Linked DNA regions of Clupea harengus: region 2 is linked to region 1. The links are chromatin contacts, called in public Hi-C maps. All regions are on one chromosome and are shown on one strand. Each heading gives the region's core, a stretch centred on a gene start, on an enhancer-like site or on the middle of the called end of the contact. The rest is flanking DNA. Distances are from core to core; before and after follow the strand shown. Region 1 holds the start of ubl7b (ubiquitin-like protein 7b). Region 2 holds the start of zgc:158464 (SH2 domain-containing adapter protein F).

What was found. Hi-C and Micro-C count contacts between places; a contact is called where the count stands out from the background.
Region 2: a Hi-C map of head shows a contact between it and region 1, with 5 times the contacts expected there. The contact joins the promoter of zgc:158464 here to the promoter of ubl7b in region 1. A contact is called at or near these places in 2 of 2 Hi-C or Micro-C datasets (head and muscle).

Annotation. Positions count from the first base shown.
Region 1 is chr20:16,619,871-16,625,083 of Ch_v2.0.2, forward strand. It overlaps ubl7b (ubiquitin-like protein 7b), which reads left to right and starts at 2,365. Exons shown (of 11, transcript XM_031587456.2): 1 at 2,365-2,518; 2 at 3,013-3,191; 3 at 3,357-3,476; 4 at 3,673-3,755; 5 at 4,178-4,262; 6 at 4,410-4,467; 7 at 4,610-4,743; 8 at 5,201-5,213. The coding sequence starts at 3,017.
Region 2 is chr20:16,762,083-16,767,295 of Ch_v2.0.2, forward strand. It overlaps zgc:158464 (SH2 domain-containing adapter protein F), which reads right to left and starts at 2,319. Exons shown (of 8, transcript XM_031558066.2): 1 at 1,497-2,319. The coding sequence starts at 1,943.

The DNA.
Region 1 (5,213 bases), core at 1,115-3,614:
GTTCGCCTGAAATTTTAAACATCCACTGTTCAAAAATGCTAAATATATCTAAGTAATATTCTTCTTCCTGCTGTACAATACTTGTGTGAGTATCTGTGCAGTTTCAAGACTATGCGTGATTTAATCTAACAGAAACTAGCCTGTAAAAAGTGCTCTTGTGAATGAAAATGAAATTTTGCATAATTTCAACAATCAAATATGGGACACATTTTAAAAATCATGTACATTTTATATATACACACCACGTTAAGGCAAATTTGATATTTTACTCCTTTTGGACTACAAATCAGCTCCGGTCACTATGCATACTCTTTCTCAGACACAGAGAAGAGTTCCGAATGGGAACATACAGCATGACTGCTGACCGGGTCAAAATAAGCTCTAATCCTACCACACCCATTTCCCAGATGAAGCAGTGGAAAAACTTTGGAGAACAATTCCAGCCATGACCCCTTTAGTAATTCTCTCCATTTGCTTGGGAAATATGATGATTGTTTCTTACATCATTCTGGCAAGGCACACACAGAGCAATTGGAGACTCAGCCCACAGAACCTGCAGTGTTAGAGATGTTTCTGGTACTGGCAAACAGGTTAACAATGATCCATTTTATGTGCACATAATGTACATAGGTATATACATTTTCAAAACAAGTTCATTTAGACATTTCGTTGAAACTAAAGTAGTGATGATGGATATGATAACCATATAAGAAACTGACAGTCTCTAATATTCTGATGTTAAAGTCTGATATCACGCACACTGAAACGAGGCTAACCATTCAAACTCAATTTATAAATCTGGAAATAAAGAAGCATTCTTCACAGGAGATTGCATCGACTTGAATGTATTGATATCTATATGCCAAATGAAACTCTTTTGAGAATGAAGCCATCCATATGCACGTCAGCTCTTGAAAAAGTGTTACACCGATGAAGTGCAGTGTTACTAGCCTATTCCTAAAGAAATCACAAAAGTGAGAAGGCTACACACACAACAACATGTGATGATTACATGAGATCTGTTTTGTAATTGCAGGTCCAAGCTGGTAACATATTGAAGAGTATGCATGGTGTGCTTCAGCTCACACATCTGTCCACACCATTATGAGCAACCCCAACTACAGAACCTTAGTTTGTGTCAGCTGGCCCTACTGTTTTCAAAGAATGTCCACTTGTCTCTCCAATCTTGGCAACTGAAGCCCCCTCAGAGTCTGTTCTTTCTGACCTGGCCCCACAAGAGCACTTCTGTCGCACTGTCTCCAGTCTCTCCTGGAGATCGTGGAGTTCCTCTTCATGTTTCCACTGCATCGCCTTCAGCTCCGAGCGCATGTTAACATTCTGCATACGAAGGAAGTCATTCTCGTCCTTGAGATTAGCAATTATAGTCTGGGCAATTTGAGCTGTAGTGGCGGTGATGTCAAACGACCTCAGGTTCATGATGGCCTCTACTGTGCCTTGTTCCCAAGATCCCTGTGGATAGCGTCCCTCGATACTGAATGTCGTCTGGGGTGACTGAGAAACGTTGGTAGGATCTTCTCCTCCGTCAGTTTCCCCGACAATATCTTTGTCGCCTCTTTTCCGTTTGGGAGTATGCAAAACTCCAGGGGTTTCCTTACCTAGGTCACTTGCTGAATCTCTGGAATACAGGTTAAGCACAGGTTCGGGGTTTTCTTCTGTCGGCGCCCCACCAATAAAATGTTTTGAACAAATAACCATATTCTTTCTTATGAAGAAGTTATCGGGTTTGCCAACAGCTCGTAACCAGGCTTGCTGTTCCTTGATATCTTCCGGAAAGCTGAAAAAAGAGAACGGCTCCTTACATTCACAGACGTGGTGCAGGTGCAACGGGTGTATCGTGCACGCCTCCCGTCTCCATGCGCTCAGGTCCCTTTGGCTACTTGCACAGCCAGGAACTATGCAATCTCTCCGACCACTGATTCTATACATATCACAGATGAGATTATGCCTTAGACCGCAGCCTGTATGGCCAACTTATTTCTTTATCAAACAGAAGTAATGCAGCCCTCCACTGAGCTACACTTTCAGTTGTCCAGTTTGCCCTGCTTCTCAGGTAACATTCATCTCTACGGAAAGTTACTCACACGGTGTAGTTTACAATATTCTACTTTGTCAGAAAAAAGCGATATGCCTGATGTTGACGTTACCAAAAATGGTTGCCATATACTCTTCTTCTTGTTTAAATCGGTGACTGGCGAACCGATTTCCTAGTGCATTGCCGCCATCTCGTGTGTAGGAGTGTCCCAAGAATTATGTGAGAATGTTTTATCTGTTTACGGTACGGAAATGAATGAACACATTAAAATAATTAATTCCATGCATATGGCTAGTGTAACATTAATTTATCCATCGTACTCGTTAAATTAGACACCAAAGTTTCCTGTATCAATTGACCAATCCCAAAGATATCGTCTTCTATCATGTGACCAAACACGGATATAGTAGCCTACACACTAAGCACAACCTAATTGTTATCATAGCCGATTTGGTGAAGTAAAAGGTAATGTAACATGCTATGGTTGCTTACGTTGTTTGTATTTGATAACCATCAGAAGATAATTTATGTATGTATATAAACAGGGATGTGTAAACATAACGTACTGTTCTCTAGATGGAACACAATTAACAAACTGTTGTGGCTGGCTAACACATAGCTCGCTAAAGTTAGCTAATCACTGTTGTTGTTTTTGTTGTTGCCATCAGCCTGTACAAGAGGGCTGTTTCTGTATGAATGATTATCTTACTCTGCTGATTCAAATTGCTTTTAGCTTGCTTAGAATGACTGGTCCTTGGGTCGTCAAACACATCGGCAAATAATGTATTTTAATCACACGTCTTTGATTGATAACCGATAGAGGGGCGCAGATTTGATCCTGGAGAATGACTGGCCTGGTAAATGCCACCATCCCTGTGCCGCCTCAAAAGATATATTATGGTCCGTCATGTAGTTGGCACAAACGTTATGGCACAGTCTCTCTTTGTCTTTTCCAAAAGGGGTATGGCAACACCGGACTGGTACCTCTCACTGAAGCTGGTAGATCAGCCCAAATCCGTTTTCCAGTTCCCTGAAGCAGAACCCGGAGACGTAGCGCCAGGTGGCTACCGAATCGCGACGTTGAAGCAGCTGGTCGCCGCACAGTTATCAGACACATTACCGGATCCTGAACTTATAGGTCAATATTTGAGTTGATCTTGCTATTGTCAGTTTCCTATTCAAATTTAACTCAAGAGCTCAGCCCTTATGGAATTCTATAGTCACTATGCAAATCATGTTTACCTCTTTGCCTGAGAATATAGCCCAGTTTTCATGTTCTTGTCTGTGTGTCTTGGTTGGTCAGAATTTGTGCACTGCGGCCGCAAACTGAAAGATGAGCAGACTCTGGAGTCCTATGGCATCCAGTGTGGCTCCACTTTGCATATCCTCAGGAAGACCTGGCCTGAGCCACAACCTAATGCTGGTGAGATTACCAGAAAGTGACGTACACAAAGTGGACTCAAACGTAGATCACTTCCTATATTGCAAACACCCAGTCAGATTTTTTTTTTTACTTCGATCCATGAAAATGTACACATAAACATTTCCTTCCAGGCTTCTCACTCTTCTCTCCTCTTCTCTTCCCTTCCTCTCTCCTCTCCTCCTCCACTCCACTGTAGAGCCAGTGAATAAGGCCACAGCTGCCAGAGAGTTCCGTCTGCTCCAAGCTGCCCTCCATTCAAACGCCACCTACAAAGACTCGGTATGATCGGGTCCCATTTGGCTGCTAACTCATCTGATTGAACTCTACTGTGTCGTACAGTGCAGCACCCTGAGAATATGTCAATTGTTAGTGTACTTAATTTTGTATCATAGACTACTCTCATGCTGCCTCGCTGCACTGTATAAGTATGTCCCTGTTCCACACACTGTCATTATCATGCTCTCGATAAGCTACATCAAGTATTTTCAGAGGATCACTGATGAGTTCAGTCAGGTATGCATAGGAGGGGCCATTGACACACAGACATAGGAACAGGACTGAGAAGTCCCATATAACACCGCTGGCTTAGTCTTGACCACAGCGAGTATATGTGTTGGTGAATTACAACTGTGAGCAATGTCCATGCAGGACAATGTACAGATCTCTAGCCTTAATGTTGGTTTGATGTACTGTACTCACAGGTGTTTAAGATGCTAGCCAGCAAAGAGTCTCTGGACCAGATCATTGTGGCCACACCTGGACTCAGCTCAGACGCAATGGCTCTGGGTAAAGGAGTGATAATGCGCGCGCACACACACACACACACACACACACACACACACGACCACATTTTAAAAATGACAAAAAATCTTTTGTCTTCAAGACTTTTCTTCAAGTCAGACTAACCTGTTTGGATCTCCTCTGTTTCTTTAGGTGTGCTTCAAGACAAGGATCTTTTTGTGCAGTTCACAGACCCCAGCATGCTTGACATGTAAGACACACATCTATGGCGTTATTTTCTGTCTCCCTCCCTCTCTCAGCTTTTATTGACTGTCTCTCAGCACTCTCTTATGTTATTTCTCTCTCTCTCTCTCTCTTTCTCTCTCTCACTCTCTCGCCCCCTCCCTGCCCAGGCTGGTGCAGTCTCACCCTGCCCTGGTGAATGCCATCATCCTGGTCTTGCACTCGGTGGCTGGCAGCATGCCCGCCCAGGCCGGCTCCAGCTCCAGCCGAAACGCCACAGCCAGCTCCTACAGCGAGATGCCAGGTGGGTGACACAGAGGGCAGGGGGAAGAGCAGGGGCAGGGGGCTGGAAAATGTGCTGTGTTCGGTCATCTTGAGTTAACAGGTGTTTATTGTTGGACTGTCTGTGTTTGGAGGGGGCTGGGGAGGTTGTGTGTTTGTGTGTGTGTGTGTGTGTCCTTGGTAGAACTAGTTTTTGTGTTTGGATAGTTGATGTTTGTTGTATCTCACTTTGTGTGGAGTTCGCTGAAGCTAAACTCGGTGTGTATAAGTGTGCACCTTTGTGGTTGTGTGGACTTCGCTGAAGGTAAACTCGGTGTGTATAAGTGTGCACTTTTGTAAATGTGTGTGTCCTTAGAAGACCTAGTTTTGTGTTTTTGGGAAAATTGATGTTTGTTGTATCTGACTGTGTGTGGTTGTGTGGAGTTGGTGTGTATAACTATGCACCTTTGTAACTGTGTGTGTATGTGTGAATTTCTTAGGTGGTTTCCTGTT
Region 2 (5,213 bases), core at 1,069-3,568, 140 kb after region 1:
ACACACACACACACGCACACGCACACACACACACACATGACAAAGGCACCTTTCCCAACAGTGGCTGCGTAAGAGGGAGTTAGGCAAGTAGTGAAATGGCTTAGGTGTATCCCACATTAGGCAAGAACACTTCTGATTCATCTTCCTTGTCATTTTCCTTAAGGCACTATTTTCAGGTTAGCAGGGCCAAGGATGCAAAGTCGGACCTCAGCTGAGCTCTTCAGAATAACCCGACACAGCCTCATGCCTGCCGTATCACGTTTCTTGCGAGGAAACAGCACACACAGAGTTTACATTCCGAGAGAGGTTTGTTGGGTGGGAGGTGGACTTAAGCACACAGAGGAGAGGTGTGTGAGGCACACAGTGTTCTACGGATCAAGTCCACCCCTAATATCTGACTACAGTCACTGGGTGGGTGGGTGAGAGGGTGAGACTGACAAGAGTCTGAGGATTAGCGGAGGGGTGTGAGTGACACTAGAGAGTGAATTCCGAGAGAGAAGTTAAGCACAGAAAATAAATTATTAGGGGCTGATCTGACCTTTGCAGTTAGAAATACCATGGGATCCTGTCCGGAGAAACATTTATCTGTAACGGTCTAACCCACACACTGACTGAAGCTGATTGAACTGATTGACTGACCCTGAAAGTGGCTCTATTCTACAGGATTAAAACGCAGAGGTAAGCCTGACCACTTCTTTGGGAAGGTCTGACAGGCTTTAAAGGTCAGCCATGGCCAAGCTGATGTTATACCATACACCTGAAGTACCAGTATGGGTTATTTAGGGGACCTGAAGTCTGTGTTTCATGTTCATGGTTTTGACAGCCACGGATATATAATGTGGTGGGAAATGTTTAACTGTCTCCCGCTGGAAATAGAGAAAACGGAACAAGTGGCTCATGCGCCTCGATGACATTACAGTTACTGGTTAAGGTGAGTCTTTGTAGTTTTAATGTGCGGTTGGAGAGCGCTCACACGGTTCATTTAGGCCCGTAGGCTACGTGCACAGCGCAGAGCGTTGCGCAAAAATTCATCTGCCACGCAAAAAAAACGTGACAGTGTCTGTAGTCAACTATGGAATGTCGATTGTTACATTGTAGCTAGCTGACTGCATGTGAGTAGGCTACGGAACTCAACCGTTGAGGAAAATGAAAAGCAACTTGTTTGGCAGGTTTTCGCCTACAACTTGTAGATAAGAATGAGTAACCCAACATCGGAACGGCAACCTTGTTTAAATAAACTAATCCCAGGCGATTACTCTTTTATTGATACAACAAGTTAAACTCGTGACTGAGCTGTGTAGACTATAATATCTGTCAGCTTGGTAAAAAAAACAACAAAAAGAAAATCGGTCAACCCAGTTTGTAAAGACAGTAACTCAACTCACAAGTCCAAGTACCGTCTGAAGAAGTACTTTTAAAAGACAAAGACCATTAGTGCCCTGGTTGTTTAGAGATGTTCAGCAGCACTCTACCTGTTCACTTGGAAAGCCCCTTACCTTATCTTGCTTGCCGTCATGTGCTGGAGGAGGGGAGGTGGGGGATTTAACGCTGCCGATAGTGACGTTCCCTGCTGGGGCTGCCGTAACGCTGCTGACCGGGGAGCAGTTGTTTTTTTCTACCGTTTCCACCTTTATGAGTCGGTGTTTCGGTGACACGTACTTTATGTCCGGCGACCCTATAGAGCTCGAACCAGTTTGAAACGCAAGATTTCCGCCTCCAGTGTACGGGTCCTCGAAGTCCCGTTCCTTCTGTAGTTTGTAGGCAGCGAGAATGTCCGGTTGCGCGGGGCTCGGATAGTGCGTCGAGGCACCGGAGCTCGTTTGAAGGTAGCCAGGCGTACCGGGCACTGTGGCGTGGCAGTGTCTGTAGTCCGGTTTTGGAGGAGCCGGAGGTGGTGCTTTGGTGGTTTTGAATCCTAGGTGTTCCTTGAACCATTTGGCCATGCTGCCAGCGCATTGCTCAAAAGTCCGAAAAGAAGATTTCGTTCCACTTTTCCTGACAAGATCCGTCGGTTTCTTGTGTGCGCGTCCGGATTCTGGGCTTTCCGTGGCTAGCGACCGAGCGTTTCCCCAGCTCCGAGACAGCTCCTGGGTTGTTCGGAGCGTCAGGCACTTTCCCTTCTCCAACTCTGACACGCTCACACGCACTGACAGAGAGCTCGGCTCACAACCACACACGCTGCGCTGGCTTTACGCTAAGCAGCATGGGAGAGCTCTTATCTGGATGTGGGTTGCGCTCCCTCACACGGGCTACCTGGGAACGTTCACTGCCACCTACCGGAGCAATATGCTAATTTATTGTACTGTCATGCATATTTCACAAGCGATAAAACGGATAAAATATGAGCGTGACTTCATGTAACATGAAACATGCCAGAGTAAAACCCAGGCTCTGTGAATAGTTTCTGCCCACACAAGACACCACACTGTGCTAGTAATAAATTCACTATTCATGAATGGAAAACGGATGGTACGAATATGAATAGGTGTGAATTGGGAGATGAGTGTTTAATGAATGTATTAGCTTAATTTTGTCATTCATTTTCCATGAATTGCAACAGGTAATATGGATAACATGGTCAAATATTAAGCAACTGTGGCATAAGCTATTTGAAGCAACAGCACAACTCCATGCTGCCCTCCAGTTTAATTTGCATAACCATTTGCATTTTTAATTAATACTTGTAGTTGAGGTAATAGCACTATCTATCTATCTAGCTAGCTAGCTGCCTCTCTGCCTGCATGTCTGCATATCTGCCTGCCTGTCAATCTCTGAAAGGCATATTTGATTAAAGAAAGTCTTTGCATCTGTGAGTTAAACAGTAGACGATTCCAGTAGCACCTGGGCAGCCTTTGTTGTATGGGGCTGAGAGAAGGGGACTCTGTGCTGAAGTGGGCTACTTTGATCTCCAAGACGTCCAGAGCTGACTGATGTGATTGCAAACTGCATCCCCCAATGACTGGAGAGGTTGGCTGAATTATTGTGGGCCAGATCCCGCCCCACCCCATCTCCTCCGCAAGCCCATCAGTACCAGTTCAAAGAGGCGGCTGTGGATCCACGCCAGATCTATTTGGACTGCAGTGGCAGGATAGACTATAGAATCTCTCCCTCTGAAAATAAAGGTGGAAAAATCAATAGCGAAAAAACAATCTGGAAAACAGCCTCTGATATAGGATAAGGGCCATAGGCTCACCCCATCTCTGCAATGTTGTTAGTGTTCTGCCGTAGATGTCAGGACCGGAGTTCTGTTTCCAAATTCACTTTGCGTACTTCTACATCAGAGATAAAGAAGGGGGAATGAGAAAGAGAGAGAGCTAGAAAGAAAGAGGGGAAGAGAGAGATGAAGAGAAGGGGAGAGCTACAGATCCGAAGACGCAGCCAGTGTCTTCAAGTGAGTGATGAAAAACCGCAAAGAAGCCATTTTCTTGACACTGTAACGTTACCCCCTCCTTCGCCAAGGTCCCCCGCACACGTCGGAGAGGCCTTGAGAGAAGATCAAGTGGTAAACACTAATTGAGTCTGCTCTCCCGGGCCCTCCTCTTTCCCTGACTCCAGCAGCCAGCCAGCCAGCGAGGCTGCGATGGTCACATGACCGCCAGACAGCGCTGCGGCACTCAGGCTTTTTATGAAGCAATGTTTCTCTTTAATGACCCCTGCATCCTAAGGCGAGGAGCTCAGGCAGTTTAGCCCTGAACAGTGCCGTAGAGGCCCCGGCAAGCCCCAGAGGTTCGGACCTGACACGGACCCGGCACTGGGCCGGCCCAGATCTGGACAAGATCGGCACCACATGCCTGTGAGCCAGAGCCTGTTGTTGAGTCTGTATGTACTGCATAGTAAACAGCACGAAGGTGGAAAAACTCTAATTTCTTTCTTCATTGTTCTCCCAGAAACAGCAGGTCTATGTGGGAAGCAGGGAGGGGACCGATTATCAGTCCCTTTGCCCTGAACTGAGATCAGACCCGTGCAGTTATTGCCGTCCAGGACCTCACAGATCTCAAAGCCCTCGTTGTGAACAGCATGCAGTTCGTTAAGTAAGCATATATCTCTATGAGACAAACCTTTGCCGTGCTGAATTAACATAGAATCTTGAGAAGATCTTGAGGGAGAAGAAGACCAATGGATTAGAGACTCTACACACTGTAAAAAGCTACAAGCTGGAAGGGTGCTTAGAGCACTTCAGTTTAGCCATGTTACTCAGTTGTCACTGACAATATATTGATGTATGGATCAGTACATTATGTGACCCCTGCAGCACAATAAGACCAACAGGCAGTCAGTGAAACACAAAGAATCAATCTATCAATCGATCAACAAATCAATGAATCAATCACTTACTTGCCCATCCACTCATTCCATTCCGTAATAGATACATTTGCATATCGACGTCAAGTCCAACACCTTTCAATGCACACCAAATCTGTCCAAGAGGAAGTGCAATATTGTCTTACAACATTGTCAAGGACAACATTGTCACATGTTTTATTGACTGTAATGCATTTGAAACACACAAGTAACACACTTGTAAGTCAAGAAACACACTTGTAGGTCAAGAAACACACTTGTAAGTCGGCTCATGTCCTGTGGTGTGCCAATTAGATAATGATTCATACATGGCTGATGTCATTCATGTCAAGGTTACTGTAAAACCTGACAAGCGGGAGTTTTTTTTTTAATTTATTTTTTCAACGAGTATGGCATTCTGGGCAATTACACTTGTGGGAGAGGCTTAGTGAAGCGGCTTTGCTTGAATGCACTGTCCACGTGTTTGTATAGCTCAAGAGCACGGTACTAATGGCACCACACTATCCAGGGAGAACCCATACTGATGAGAATGTGTATCTGTGTTATACTGTCAGTTGTGTGGATAAAAGTGTGCCAAATGACTAAATATAAACGTCCTATCTATGATTAACATAAGGAGACCACATGATAACTACAATATTGACATATTGTGATATTTGAATGATTATTTACATATGTTAATCTAATGTTTATGCACAAACATTGATGCCCTTACTGAGATAAGGTTTTCTGAATGAAACATGAATGCAGGTTTTTCTCTCTTCATGTGAAAGGACACAGAGACAGAGAAACAGAGTTTTCCATTTCTAAAGCAGCGCCAATGACCTCCATCAATGGAGAGACAGAGCAGTGACACACCAGAGCATCGACTATAAAGAATCTGAATATACGAGCCTGCTCCCAGTTCAATT